Linked DNA regions of Sus scrofa: region 2 is linked to region 1. Evidence: chromatin contacts called from public Hi-C data. All regions are on one chromosome and are shown on one strand. The core of a region is the stretch at or near the end of the contact, and the rest is flanking DNA. Distances in the headings are between cores, read along the strand shown.

Evidence for each region. Hi-C and Micro-C count contacts between places; a contact is called where the count stands out from the background.
Region 2: a contact with region 1 is called in a Hi-C map of skeletal muscle, with 2.6 times the contacts expected there. The contact joins the promoter of DNAJB1 here to the promoter of NDUFB7 in region 1. A contact is called at or near these places in 5 of 47 Hi-C or Micro-C datasets (embryonic fibroblasts, heart right ventricle, liver and 1 more) and 2 of 2 datasets of contacts at active chromatin or transcription factors (alveolar macrophages and skeletal muscle).

Annotation. Positions count from the first base shown.
Region 1 is chr2:64,716,832-64,720,812 of Sscrofa11.1, reverse strand. It overlaps NDUFB7 (NADH dehydrogenase [ubiquinone] 1 beta subcomplex subunit 7), which reads right to left and starts at 1,921. Exons shown (of 3, transcript XM_003480775.4): 1 at 1,718-1,921. The coding sequence starts at 1,829.
Region 2 is chr2:64,759,400-64,763,380 of Sscrofa11.1, reverse strand. It overlaps DNAJB1 (DnaJ heat shock protein family (Hsp40) member B1), which reads right to left and starts at 1,709. Exons shown (of 3, transcript NM_001244430.1): 1 at 1,375-1,709; 2 at 1-165. The coding sequence starts at 1,585.

The sequences.
Region 1 (3,981 bases), core at 672-3,171:
GAGATGGGTCAGGAGAGGAAATAACAATGTATTGGCATGTTGATGGGAAGACCAATGCTGCGAGAGGAGAATGGTTGGGGCTGTCCTTGGGTAGGGGAGAGGATGGGATGGAGGGCATCAGAAGGTTCACCTGGAGCAGAGGCTTAGCCAAAGCAGGGGCAGATCACCTGGAGTAACAAGAGAGAAGGAGGGATCCCAGGCTGTGTAGCAAGCAGGGGTGAAGAGAGCCTAAAGAGCTTTTGGTTTCTTCTCTATCTCTTTTTTTCTTAGTGCTGTGGTGCCTGCTGCGTGTGGAAGTTCCCAGGCTAGGGGTTGAATCAGAGCTGCAGCTGCCAGCCTATGCCACAGAGACGTTAGGTCTGAACCACATCTGTGAACTACACAGAAGCTCACGGCAATGCCAGATCCTTAACCCACTGAACGGGGCCAGGGATCAAACCCGCATCCTCATGGCTACTAGTTGGGTTTGTTACCACCGAGCCACAGTGGGAACTCCTGGATGCTTCTCTTATGAAGATGCAAAAACTAGCTGAAAGGAGGTGATGGAGGCTGAGAGAGAAGGTGTGAGACAGTGGCCTAAGGGGGAGCAACAGAGAGGGCCAGGGAATGCCACATAAAAACCAGCAGCATGAAGGGTCAACTGGGGGAGCAACTGAGAGACCAGTCAGGGAAGTTGGATGTTCTTCTCCCATGACATTCAGCTACACAAGGACAGGAGACAAGAAGAGCTGGCTTTAACCAGGGTTTTGGTTAAGCACGAGAGAGGAATGGGGGTCAGGGGGGTGGCTGTGGGTGTTTGCAAAACTCATCATGGGCAAAGCTGGGTGTGAGGCTCAGTAACATGATAAGGAGGTGGGTGTACTGATGGGCTGTAGGTTCAGGGAGAGCTGAAGGGACTACCAGGAGTTCAGACACTAGAGGACTGTACCTCCCAACGTTCTTCCAAATCCAAACCTCTCAGAACCACCCCCACCCTAGAGGTTTCCCTGTCTCCAAATTGTGGCCCACCTGGTAGCCAGCGCCACCTCTGGACAAAGCAAATCTGATCGTGTCCCTCCTCTGTTTAGAAGCACTAGCTCTCCCCTCTCCTTGGTTTCCTTGTGGTCAACTCCTCCGCATCCCCCTCAGGTCTTGCTTCTAGTCACAGCCTCCGGGAAGCCCGCCTTGATACTGCTTGGTCCCCCAAGATCGGCCAGGTTCCACTGTTTCCCTCAAAGAGCTGTGAGTTCCCTTTAATCGTGCCTGCTGCATCCTCGATGCCCAACTTGGAATTTGGCCCAGGACTGGCGCTCGATATGCTTGTGATATTAATACATAAAAAAAAGTATGTGCGGTGTGAGTGAGCCCCCCCTTGTTTTCTCGATCATATCTAAAAACAGGAGTGCCGTCTGGACAGATGTACCATGAGCACATCCCTTCCGTGATAAACCCTTCCATGGCTGCCCCATTAACTCCAGGGCTAAGCCCAGCCCCGAGCGCCTCATAAACCCCGTTCTCCTACTCTCTTTTACCCCCAGAGCTTTTTACTCAAACCGTGCTCTCTGCCTGGAATGCCTTCGCACTCAGGCAGGGTCACGCGCATCCTCCGTACTCCTCCGGGCCGAGATCAGGGCTGAGTATGGACACGCCGCTTTACGCTCGAGCCCACCACTGGGGACCCCGGCGTTCAGGTCTCTAGCCCAACTCCCGCCGGCCGCGCCTGCGCATTGGGCCTCACCGCGTTCCTTGCGCTCCGGGAAGCCGTAGTCAGGCGGGAAGGTGGGCATCCGCAGGGGGTCGGGCTCCTTTGATGCATCGCCCAGGTAGCGCCGGGCCAGGTGCGCCCCCATGGCTGCTGTCACACCGCAGGTTCTTGAAGCAGCCGGGGTCACCTAGCTCCTGCCCGGAAGCATTCCCCCTTGGACAGCCACAACTTCCGGGTTGCTCGGGCCGTAGCAGGGATCATAAAGATGAACGACTCCAGAGGTCTTCAGGTGTCTTTAGCGTCACCTCGCGGTTAGGAGGAGAAGCAACGCGCGCGCTCCCCACTAGGGATGGCCAGAGAAGACCTCCCTACATCTGGAAATCCATCTAGGCCGGGGAGGGTGGAGGATACGAGTTTGGGGCCTCCTCCCCCCCTCCCAGGTAACCCCTGGTCTCTCGGAGCTAGAGCACAAATGAAAACTATTATATATATATATATATATATATATTTTTTTTTTTTTTTTTTGTCTTTTTAGGGCTGGCATTTGGAGGTTCCCAGGCTAGGGATCCAATCCGGAGCTGTAGCCGCCAGTCTACGCTACAGCCACCCATAGCAAAGCGGGATGCGAGCAGCTTCTGCGACCTACACCACAGCTCACGGCAACGCTGAATTCTTAACCCACTGAGCAAGACCAGGGATCAAGCCCGCATCCTCATGGATACTAGTCTGGTTCGTTAACCGCTGAGCCACGACGGGAACACCAATATATCATATTTTTTTTGATTAAAAAAGTTTTTATTCTAAAACATTCCAATTGTCGGTAAAAAACCTGATATGTATGTCATTGGCACATATAAAAATTATATATACCGATGGTGTATGTAATTAGCTAATATAAAAAATTTAAATACAGTTAACATATATATTTTAATTAAATTTAAGTTTGCAAATAAAAGTTATTTATAAATAAAACAATTTAAAGCTGAAATTTTAAGTCCAATTGAATAGTAAAAATAAAACAAGTGGAGTTCCCTGGTGGCCTAGAAGTTATGCTGCGAGTGCAACCAAAACAAAAACAAAAAACAAAACCAAGTTGTGATTCTGGTATTCCTGTAGTTGCCACTGTAAAGAATTGCTATACAGTATATTTGAAAGTCTAATACATTATTTAATACTGCCAAATGCTTCTTGGCTTCACTGTGTACCTGTAACATAAATCTGGAATCCTGCACAATGGAACACAAGAGAGAAGCCTTTCAATGGGTGCCTGGCAGTGCTGGGAAGTGATAGTTGGCAGTGAAAGATTAGATTTCATTTGACAAGGTGCTATGGGTTGAATTGTCCCCCCCTCCCAAATATGTTGAAGTCCTAACCTCCCCACCCCCACCCCAAAAACTGTGAATGCGATCTTATTTGAAAACAGGGTCTTGCAGTTCCCATTGTGGGTCAGCAGGTTAAGGACCTGACACAGTCTCCGTGATGATGCAGGTTCTATCCCTGGCCTTGCTCAGTGGGTTAAGGATCCAGCATTGCCACAAGCTGAAGTGTAGGTCTCAGATGTGGCTTGGATCCAGCGCTGCTGTGGCTGTGGCTGTGGCCGGCAGCTGCAGCTCCTATTTGACCAATTGCTTGGGAACTTCTATATGCCATGGGGGAAGCTGTAAAAAGAAAAAAAACAAACAAACAAAAAAACCCCCCAAAACCCTGATATCTCCATTCTACAAAGCCCAGGATACACTACTAGTGTTCTAATCCAGGACACCTGTCCTCTCAAATAGAGGGGAACCCCTTTGACCCAAGTAGAGGTCTCTGGCTTGCTTTAGAAGACCTCACATATTACAAACACAAAATAAATTTACTGAAGAACAAAGGCTGCTAGTGTCACCTGAGATCCTGTGAGTAGAGCTTGTGTAGAACAACCATAACTCTAAACATCATCACTTCTTGGTATCAATACTACTCAGGCCCCAGGGCAGTGCTTCACTTCTCTGGCTGATGCCCTCCTGTGTCTGAATTCTGTGATTCTGGTTGTGCAGCTGCCAATGCTGGAAACATGTTGTTTTGGTTTTGGATTTTTCTGGCTGCACTGGCGTCATATACAACCACAGCCATGGCAACGGCAGATCTGAGCCACATCTGTGACCTATGCCACATCTCACGGCAACACTGTATCCTTAATCTGCTGAGCAAGGCCAGGGATCAAACCCACATCCTCACAGATACTATGTGGGGTTCTTAACCAGCTGAGCCACAATGGGAACCCCTCAACATAGAATTTTTTTGTGTGTGTCTGGAGA
Region 2 (3,981 bases), core at 460-2,959, 43 kb before region 1:
TGTCCATGCCTTCCTCCCCGTTGCGCTGCCCAAAGAAGGTGTCAAAGGGATTTCGGCCACCGAAGAACTCAGCAAACATGGCATGAGGGTCTCCATGGAATGTGTAGCTGAAAGAGGTCCCGTTAGCACCGCTGCTCCCACCACTTGGGCCACCACCCTTCAGGCCTGAAATGCAAAAGCAAAAGAAATCAGATGGCTGGCCAGGACCTTTTCTCTCTAGGAGCTTTCCTTGAGGGGAAAAAAAGAGTTGAGAGCCATCAAGGAAGAATTTTTTTTTCTTTTTTTGGCTGTCAGGAAAGAGCAAGGAGGAACTCCAAGCTTTTTCTTCCCACTTGCAGTCTCAAAAACAGAACCACCATCACCCACAGGTAGTTAGTTCACTGTGGCCTGACAGTGGAGACGGGCTCGAGCTCTAAGATGGCCATCTCTTGGGGCCACCACCTAGGTCTTCACATTTGAGTGACCCATCTTTCCTACAATGTTACAAGGAGTACAAAGAACTCAAGACAGCCAATGAAAAAGGTGTGATCCAGGGTCAGTTTTCACCAAATGTTTACTCTGAAATACTTTAGAGCTAGAGACTGTAGGGAGAGTAGAAATGAAGGTGAAACAGCAATCGGAGATTTCAAATTCTCACGCTCTGACACTAAGTGCCACCATTCTTATATATAAAAAGTCATTTCTTTCTTAAGACCAAACCGAGAAACCAATCTGAGTCATCAACAGGCAGCTGGACAACAAGAAAGCTTCTCCTCCCGCTCCCCCGCCTCCCCAAGAGAGCTATCCTGGTGAGGCCGGGCAGAGGCGGGCCCTACTGCTCCTTGCACCTTGACCACCGACTACGTGTCTGGCACGGGGCTAGGTAAGCATTTTACAGGGATTACCTCACTCCACCCTCAAAGACGCCCGGGAGGTCGCTGGGCGCTAATTGGCACTCTCATTTGCAAGCTCACTGCAAGCAGCCTGCGCCCGGCGCTCAGCCAGAGGCCTCGCCCTGCACCCTGGGCTGGCAGAGGCTCTCACCTCGCCCAGGTGAGCCCAGCGCCCGAGGGGCCGCAGCGCCATCATCAAGGCTGCGCACTCTACCCCCTCTCCTTCTGCACCCTCTCCCCCACCGACGGATCGCGGACGTGGGCGGAGACGGGCGGCCCCAGACATACTAGAAGCTTCTGGGCGAGCAGCGCGGCCAGGACTCCTCCTCCCATCGGGAGGCCGCCAATCGAGGGCGGAGGCCTGTTTGGCCAAAAGGCGGGGGCTGCTCGTCCCCCGGTCCCTTAGCGCTACCCCGGGGACGCCGCCGGGGTACCGCAGTGCCTCGATCTCTCCGCCTGTCAAACAGCGGTGGCGCACCCCCAGTTGCGCGCGCGCACACACCTTCCTCCCCGTAGCGGTCGAAGATCTCGCGCTTGCGCGGGTCGCTGAGCACGTCGTAGGCCTCGGCGATCTCCTTGAACTTCTCCTCGGCGCCGGGCTCCTTGTTCTTGTCCGGGTGGTAACGCAGCGCTTGACGGCGGTAGGCTCTCTTGATCTCCTCGTCCGAGGCACCGCGGGCCAGGCCCAGCGTCTGATAATAGTCTTTGCCCATTGCCCCCGCCTGCGGCCTGCCGCCCAGCTGTCGCCGTACCCCGGCTCCGCCACCGCCCCGTCCCGGACTCTATATACCCGTCCGGCGGAAGCTTCCAGAGCCCGCCAGCCCCCTCCAGAACCTTCCGCCCCGCCCCCCACGCGGCTCCGACCAATCGTCGCTGCCCAGGTTGCGACGCGCGACATCCGGGGCGGGGACGCGCCGCCAACGGCTGCCCGCGCGTGGCCACACCCCTTCCCGCTCCGCCCTAGGCAACGCTTCGCCGCAGCGCGGGCACTGGGCGTCTGAGGCCCCGCCCACTCTCTGAGGGAACCAATAGCGACCTTGCTTCAGTGCTTCCGGGGACCGGGCCTGCCGCGTACTCCGCCCCTGCCTGGGTCAACAGGTTAAAGTGCGGGTGCTTCGATGTTCCAGTCTTGGCTCAGTGGTTAACGAATCTGACTAGGATCCCTGTCCTCGCTCAGTGGGTTAAGGATCCAGGGATTCCGTGAGCTGTGGTGTAGGTCGCAGACGTGGTTCGGATCCCGCGTTGCTGTGGCTCTGGCGCAGGCTGGCGGCTACAGCTCCGATTGGACCCCCTAGCCTGGAAATCTCCATATGTCTCAGTGCGGCCCTAGAGGAGACAAAAAAAAAAAAAAAAAAAAAAAAAAATGCGGTGCTTCGAGTAGGGCGGGGCTGCGAAAGGCCCCGGGCTGCGAAAGGCCCCGCCCTTCCCCTAGGAGGTGCTTCCTTCCCCCATCTCGCTGGGCGGGAGAATCAGTTTACGCCAGGTGATTCAAGGCTAGTTGCCTAATCGCTCCTTGTCCCAGATACCTGCTTCCATCCGGGAATAAAAATACCCCCCTACCGGTCGTGGCGCAGCGGAATCGCATCCGACTGGGAGACATGAGGTTGTGGATTTGATCGGGTGGAGCCATGTGCCGCGGGTGGGGCCCCAAAAAGCAAAAAAAAAAACCAAAAACAAAAAAAAAAACCCCACTCACCCTCAGTGTTGGGAGCCCCAGAACTGTCCCTCTCCTCACCCATACCGACCCTGTAAAGCGAGCCAAGGACCCTGGACCAAAGCTTACCTCCCTGGAGAGGTCTCCTCAGTCTAACCCCTCAAGCCTTTTGCTTTATTACCATTTTCTCAAGAATACCTCCCACTGAAATTTGGAATTATCTTGTTCCTTGGTTTTCATGCTAAATGTCACCCCCCCCCCAGCCTTTGATCACTATCAGAGCAGGGCCTGACCTCTGTCAGTGCTGAGTCTCAGTGTCAGAACAGTCTGACTCTTCCTAAATATTCCCGGCTATGTTTTTTTATTTGTTTGGCCACAGGCGGCATATAGAAGTTCCCTGGCCAAGGACTGAACCTGCACTCCACGAGTTCCCATCGTGTAACTAGGAACCATGAGGTTGCGGATTCCATCCCTGGCCTTGCTTAATGAGTTAAGGATTTGGCATTGCAGTGAGCTTTGGTGTAGGTTGCAGAGGTGGCTTGGATCTGATGTTGCTGTAGCTGTGGTGCATGCCAGCAGCTGTAGCTCCAACTGGACCCCTAGCCTGGGAACCTCCATATGCCGAGGGTGTGGCCCTAAAAAGATAAAAAAAAAAAAAAAGCATAAAAACACTGCACTCCCGTTGCCACCAGTGCTGCGCTACAGCAACTTGGGATCCTTAACTTCTGTGCCACATGGGAACTTTCTAGTTCTGGCTTTTTTTTTTTTTAAGGGCCACAGCTGCGGCATATAGAAGTTCCCAGGCTAGGGCTTGAATTGGAGCTGCAGCCGCAGGCCTTGACACAGCCGCAGCAACACCAGATCCGTGCCATATCTGTCACCTACGTGCCACACCTCATGGCAATGCCTGGTCCTTAACCCACTAAGTGAGGCCAGGGGTTGAACCAGAATTCTCATGGATGCTAGTCGGATTTGTTACTGCTGAGCCACAATGGGAACTCCTATTCCTGGCTATTTTTAATGCACCTGCTTCTTTTTCTCTCCCCACTACCTTTATGATTTCGGGGAGACATGGGTGTGGCATACACCTCTCAGAGCCTCTGCTTCCTCATCGGCAGGCAACATGATCCCTTTTGGCTTTCAGAGTCTGGGGAAAGTCTGTGGTCAAGGACAAGGCTGATAGGGAAAGGAGGCTCTGAAAGGAGTACAGCCTGAGAAGGGAATAGGGAAGAAGGGATAGGTGGTGGTGGCCTGTGAAGGGGAGAGGTTCCTGGAAGAACTGCTTGGGAGATCCAGGCAGTGTGACACTGGCTCTGCAGCCAGACAGCCAGATTTTCATTCTTGGTTACAGCACTTCCTGGCTGTGAAACCCCTTGGGCTGGTGACTGAGCCTTCCAGGGCCTTAGCCTCTTCATGTGTACAATGGGAGTTGTAGTTGTACCTGCCTCATAGGGC